Linked DNA regions of Hordeum vulgare: region 2 is linked to region 1. The links are chromatin contacts, called in public Hi-C maps. All regions are on one chromosome and are shown on one strand. Each heading gives the region's core, a stretch centred on a gene start, on an enhancer-like site or on the middle of the called end of the contact. The rest is flanking DNA. Distances are from core to core; before and after follow the strand shown. Region 1 holds the start of LOC123398825 (beta-galactosidase 15). Region 2 holds the start of LOC123398216 (programmed cell death protein 2-like).

What was found. Hi-C and Micro-C count contacts between places; a contact is called where the count stands out from the background.
Region 2: a Hi-C map of leaf shows a contact between it and region 1, with 4 times the contacts expected there. The contact joins the promoter of LOC123398216 here to the promoter of LOC123398825 in region 1. A contact is called at or near these places in 4 of 6 Hi-C or Micro-C datasets (leaf and seedling).

What each region holds. Positions count from the first base shown.
Region 1 is chr5H:317,477,986-317,481,280 of MorexV3_pseudomolecules_assembly, reverse strand. It overlaps LOC123398825 (beta-galactosidase 15), which reads left to right and starts at 1,430. Exons shown (of 19, transcript XM_045093273.1): 1 at 1,430-1,824; 2 at 2,380-2,475; 3 at 2,558-2,670. The coding sequence starts at 1,576.
Region 2 is chr5H:317,989,391-317,992,897 of MorexV3_pseudomolecules_assembly, reverse strand. It overlaps LOC123398216 (programmed cell death protein 2-like), which reads left to right and starts at 1,741. Exons shown (of 8, transcript XM_045092713.1): 1 at 1,741-1,825; 2 at 2,089-2,186; 3 at 2,296-2,386; 4 at 2,464-2,618; 5 at 2,700-2,767. The coding sequence starts at 1,807. LOC123398218 (a long non-coding RNA gene) reads left to right here and starts at 589. Exons shown (of 3, transcript XR_006610111.1): 1 at 589-770; 2 at 939-1,242; 3 at 1,346-1,429.

The DNA.
Region 1 (3,295 bases), core at 181-2,680:
CGCGCGCGTCCAACTGCCACCCGGAAGCTTCCCGCCCCGCCGCGCGCCAATAAAATCCCCACCCCGCCGCGCGCTGCCGCACCAAATTCGCCGCCGCCCGTCCACCTCCCGCCCCCGTTCCCCCTCCCCCCAATCGCCCCTCGCCGCCGCCGTTCCCCCTCTTCCGCCATGGCACCGCGCAGCCGCCCGAGCTCCGGCTTCTTTGGCGTGCAGGAGTGCCCCTTCAGCCGATTCGCGGCGGAGATCACCGCCGACGGAGTTCGGTGGTGGATAGGGACATTTGACTCCGCCGAGCTCGCCGCACGCGCGTACGACGCGGCGGCGATACGATTCGGCCGGCCGCGGCGGGACCTCAACTTCCCCGACATCGGCCGCGACTGCGCGCTGTGGCTGGCGCCGCCGCTGCACTTCGTCGACGTGACGGACGGGCACGAGCAGCGCCGCCAGCAGCGCCATGAGCGCGCGAACCTGCGGGGGGCGCAGATCGACGAGATCCGCATGGAGACGCTCTGCTGCGACCACCCCGAGCTCGTGCAGGCAGAGCTCGACTTCTTCGTCGGGCGGAAGAAGAAGAAGGCCGCCGCTGCCCGAGCCGACGGTGCGGGGCCGTCCGCTCCACCGCCGCCGCCGCCGAACCGCATCGATGTCGGGTCCTCGTCGTCGGAGCTCGGCTCCTCGTTCTGGGACACCACTGACGACGACTCTGACTCCGCCGCCGCCGTCCTCGACTAGACGCCGCCGCCGATTAGTTGTCGTTAGGTTAAAATTAGGTTTAATTTTATCGTCGTTCTGCTGTTCGTCTGTCGAACTTGTTCTTCAGTATCTGCTATCTGTCGAAATATAGCCGTATGAGTTTAAATTTCACGTTGAAGATGCATTTGGGGCAGCAGTTGGAGCAACGCACTATCCTATCTTGGGCTGCTGGTAAATCAACAGATGTTTCCCTGTCCTATACTGAGATTTTGGCTGCCTTATAATAAAAAATGGCTGTCCTATCTTGGGCAGCTGTTAGAGATGCTACTTTCATTCATTATATTAGTATAAGAGCAAGTACAATAAGGTACAGTCAGCAGGCTGTAAGGATTAAGATAATATATTTTTGCTGAGTTGGATGAGAGAGAAGAGGAGAGAAAAGGGAAGCGGGCTCTTCGTGAAGAGCCAGCTCTAGCACGTGCTCCTAGGTGTTTTGTGAGAATGAAAGATGGGCCATATATGATAAAAGTAGTACTATTTTATAGCTAACTATTGTACAAGCTAGCTATAAGATGGGCTATAAGAGTGCTTATAGCCAGCAGTTGGCTATACTATTAACCATGCTCTAAGCGTCTAAGCGACGTATCACAATCATTTCCCCGCGTAAAAGAACTCCAATCATTAATGCGTCGCGTGAGGGATCGGCAACTATTCCACCCAATTTCGAGCGTCGAAGACGCCATCTCGATCTGGCTATGCCCCGTTCATTGTGGTCTCAATCCGTTGTCCTAGTCAGAGCTTCCCTAAAACAAAACTATTTCCAAAATAAAAGGAAAAACCTCGCTTCATCCGTCGCTCTGTTTCTCTACTCTGCTTCTGGCCATGGCCGACTCGCCGCCGCCCTCGCGATTCGGCCCCCCCTTCCCCCTCTTCCTCCTCCTCGTCGTCGCCGGTTACTTCACCGCCTCAGCATTAGCGGCGGGGGAGCTGAGCCAGGTGGTGGGGAGGGGGACGGATGGCCCCTACTTCGAGCCGTTCAACGTGAGCTACGATCATCGCGCGGTGCGCATCGGCGGGCAGCGGAGGATGCTCGTCTCAGCGGGAGTGCACTACCCCCGCGCCACACCCGAGGTGAGGATGCCGTATGCGGCTTGTGCAAGGGCAGTGTCTGGTGCCACCGAAAAAAAGACAGTGTGTGGTGGAGTTGTTGGCATCGGGCGGAACCGGTTGTATTTTCCCCCTTTTATCGGAGCAAGTTCATTCCATTACTGAAAACCTGAGTATTTTTTCTTCATAGCACCGTGGATAACCATGGTTAGCTCCTCCATGAACTTCCTTGAAAGCTCGTTTGCGGTTAGCGAGTGGGATGGAATTGAAATTGACACTGGTGTGCGTGAGGGTATCGAGAGATTTTCACACCGGCTCTTCCAGAGGCATCTGGTTGGTGTGACCGTGCGAGACTGAGTTTCTTTTCTTTGAGTATGGACATCAGACCTTGGTACTAGTTTTCTTGTGATTCAAATAGCTGGATGCTGCATGAAGTGACATCGTCTCTGATGTAATTATTTGCTGAGCAATTTGGGTTACAGGAATAAGGATATTGCACCAGCATTGTTGTTTGCTTGTCCAGGAATACGGTGTCTGTCTTGCTTGTAGCTCTAACTAAACTCTTGCAAACTGTGCCAGATGTGGCCTAGTATAATTGCAAAGTGCAAGGAAGGTGGTGCAGATGTAATTGAGACATATGTCTTTTGGAATGGGCATGAACCAGCCAAAGGTCAGGTAATGTAGTTGCCCTTTATTCACTTCAGTTGTATGTATTTTGTCCTGATATATGAACTTATGCATCTTCCATTTTTCCCAGTATTACTTCGAAGACAGATTTGATCTTGTGAGATTTGTGAAGCTGGTTGCTGCTGAAGGCCTATTTTTTTTCCTTCGTATCGGCCCATATGCTTGTGCTGAATGGAATTTCGGGTCTGTTTATATCTTAATAGTCGACTTTCGAAATATCTTGATCACATCCGTACTAATTACTAGAGTTTTCAGTTGAGTTACATTTTTCTTTCTTGCTCTATTTTCTGATTATAAGTATACATCATTTTACAACTAACATAATCCTTTCTAGCTTTTCTGTATAGGCGTCAAAATCACTATGTTTGAGAACGTTACCTTAGCTACCTCAGTAAGTAACCATTGGATGTTAAATGGGTCAAATACGCATGATTTCCATAGCATTTGATGACACTTCACATGTCCTACACTTTAGGAGGATGACATATCTTGCCCTCCTTCATTAAAAAAGGAAGCTGTTGAAGCTCTGGAAACGTAGAGGAACAGGTGTTTGTGAAAAAAATGTAGTTCTGCAGAGTTGGTGTATGTCAAGAGTTAATCGAATCAAATGATTTGCTTCTACTAATATACAGTGGCACTGGAAAAGGCTAATTATCACCCACACAAAAAAGGAAAAGGCTAATTATAGGAGGTGCTCTATAATTGGTATACCTTCTTAGTTCGATATCATAGCTGCCACTTATCAAAGCAATCAAACTTCACAGTTGCACTCATAAATGCAGCTAAATTTAACACATTACGAGCTACA
Region 2 (3,507 bases), core at 492-2,991, 510 kb before region 1:
TAAAAATAGAAAAAAAGTTCATAGAATTTCATAAAAATTTAGATTTGCGAAATAGTTCAATGAATATAAAAAAGTTCACCAATTTTTTAAATATGTTTATGTGTTTCAATAAGTTCACATAATTCGAAAACAAATCTTTGATTTTCAAAAAATTTCATTGATTTTGAAAAAAAGTCATCAATATTTTTAAGAAAATCATTAATTTTGGAAAAAGTTCACATATTTAAATTATATTCAACGATTTTCAAAAAAGTACATTAATTTCGAAAAAAAGTTTATTGATTTTCAAAAAATTCACCGATTTTGAAACAAATTCATTGATTTAGAAAAAAGTTCACGGACTAAAACACAGATCGGTTCTCTAAATGGGCCGGCCCATGGTGGAGCGCGGCAGGCTCCGGTTAGCAAAATGTTCCTTTAACCGACGCCTGTGGCGCTAAATAGGGTTTCCCGTGTACGCGTTGCGGTGCAGGTCGGTCGTTACATGTAAGTTGGGCCGTCCATAAATACATTTTCGAACGGGCGTTATGTCTCGGCCCAATTTATAACCTTATTAACTGCCTCTCTCTGGAACCCTAGGCTTCTCTCTTCACCCGACCAGCGCGGCCGCTCGCCACTGAGCAATGCCAGCAAGAATGGAGCCACCTCGTTCTGATTGTTAAGATATTAGCCTGCTGCGATTGTTAAAATAGTGAATTCTTTTCAGTTGGCTCCGAGTAATAACCCAAAATCGTCCGTTCTTTTCCCGTGACTCGGCCTCATATGCATAGGTTAGAGAACAGCCCAGGGTGGGGTTGGAGTTTGTTTACATAATGTTAGTGTCAATCTCTCGATTTACTTGCTGTTGTCTTTTGCAGCTCAAAGGTCCTTGCAGAAATCTCATGAGATTTGCCGTGTGATAATTTTTCTCATTCTTATTTTTCTTCTTCTTTTATCAGCTAGGTTGCCGACGTTCACCCTCTCCAGTGTCAATTGCCCTGCTGCCAAGTGCCAGGAAACATGGAAGTTTGCAGCAGCAAGCTTCAAAATCTTGACATAACCTCAGATGTGCCCCGAAAGATGCACGATGACACCAAGGAGGAAACAGACCCCGACGCCATATTTGAAAGGGACTACCTAGAAGATGATTATGAGGAATTGGAGCCTGAAGTGACCTTAGGTGTCTTGCGGAAACCAAAGGAACCCGGACACTTGCATTCTCTTCTCCCCCAACACTTTCCCAGTAAAGCTGGCGGTGCCCCGGTGCATACGACTACACTTTTGCTTCATATGTGCCATATCTGCCTTACGTCGTGTTGCCATTTGAACTGTTATTTAATTCTAGGAAACGTATTGCATGTTTCAGGCCTGGCTTGATCCTGTCAATTTGCCATCTGGAAAATCCAGTTGCTGTGACTTCTGTAGTGACCCACTGCGTTTTGTCCTGCAGGTTTGCTTCATTCCTAAAGCTTAACTTAGCCGGTTGTTTATGTCTAGGATTGCCAACAAAATTTGTTCACACGTGCAGCTCTACGCTCCAGATGGGTGGAAGGACACGACCTACCATCGCACATTTTTTGTGTTTATGTGTCCATCCATGTCATGCTTACAATTAGACCAGCGTGAGCAGGTGAAGGACAGGGCAGCAAATCCTAGAAGGAGGTATTGGTGGCATGCATAGCTGTTGATTGTCCTAGTGTGTTAGCCCAAAGTTTCACATTTCATGTCTTGATTGCTTGCGGTGAATTCTCCTGCAGTGTGAAGGTCTTCAGGTGCCAGCTGCCGAGAATTAATGCATTTTATACTGCTGAAGAACCTAAGGGATGCATGGGATCACAATGTTCAGGTGGTAGCTTTGCTTGCTTTAGTTTTACATGTTTGTGCAGTTGAAGCTGCAATTCTCCTTGTTTCAACTTCATTGCAAAACTAGCTTTTAAAGTTGTGCAGACAGCTACTGAGTATGCTACTGTATAGCACAAGTTTCCCGTTATATTATTGACAACTTCGTCTCCAAATTATGCACCGATTTACTTGTGTCTTTGAATTGGCGTACTGTATGTTAAGCAAGGCACTCAGTCGTGTATTTTGTCTTTCAAATATCTCTGTTAGCATACCATGCTCGGCTTTGTGATTGGTGTGGTACATGGAAAGGTGAAATTTTGTGCAGCCACTGTAGCGAAGCAAGCTACTGTTCTAGTAAGCATCAGGTACCAAACAGGTTCTCACCATATTTATTTAGCATTATCTGTTTACCTCTCCTGATTGAATACTGAAATATCTCTGTTTTGGTGGGATTCTCTCTGTAATGTTATTCAGGAATTGCATTGGAATGCTAGTCACAAGAACGATTGCTCTCAGATACCAGGTTGCAGGGAAAGGTTGTTTGAACTACCAGTCGAAGGGAAAGGTTGTTGCCTATTTCAGTGTTATTTAGGTCTTCGTCTTACCTCCCTTTTAATTTGTTGCCGTTTGGACGATTTGCAGCATTTCCTGGCCATGCATGGCCTGAATATGTGGTGGATCAGGAACCTGAGTCATCATGTCCGACTTGTTATGTCAAGGATAATTCAGAACTGATGGTGGTAGAAGGAGAAGTCGAACCAGATGCCATGATGCAGTTATTCATGGATCAGTTTGAGGTTTTGTTCGTCCTGGCCTATGCTGCCATATCTGTAATCAAATGCTAGTATTTATTTAGTACAATACCACAACTTGTGCAGGATGATGAGGACAATACACGCTGGGCATCTTTCATAGACCGTCTTTCAAGACAGCCTCAAGTCTTGAGGTGTGAATGAGTATCAACTTTTGTTTCTGTCTTTTTTGTTTGAGTGTGAATAAGTCTAGAATTTTGTTTGCTTAAATTGTGTTTTCCCTTTTGTATCGAGAAAACTTGAGTTAGGTCTTACTTTTGTGCCACGACTGCTATTGCACATGATGCACTGCCTCCACTACACTGAAGCAAACTATGTGGGTGCTGGTGTTCTGGTCATCATTAGGGTTTAGTGGGCCTTCTGGTTATTGTTTATACTACACTTCCGTGGCTTGTGTCTTTGCAACGGCAATGCATTTCTGCGGCTTTGCAACAAAAACAAAATAAACTGTTGCAACGTTAAAAATCTCAGTCCACAACAATGTAAAATCTTATTTTATCAATATCCACACCTCCCATGCATATCTTTATTCCACTAGTGGCTTGTGTCTCCTTGGCCATGACGAGGTGCTACACACTTGCGGAGCTACCATTTCAATTTATTTTTTCATAATTTATTTTTGTGATCCAAGAGGTACTAATAAAGTCATATATTAGCTCTTCATAAAGTCAAGCTTCGCCACTAGTGTTATGTCTTGTGACACATTGGACGCGTGGTGTGGTCAGCCAAAGCATGTGTTCTACTTGATTAGATTTTACATCTCTAATTTTGATTAGTTTATCATTTAACATTCATCCAAAACTCTTGCTTAGATCTGGCAACGCTTAGGTTGATCAGCACCCTTGCAAAAGAAAGTTAGCCATAATTTTAATTA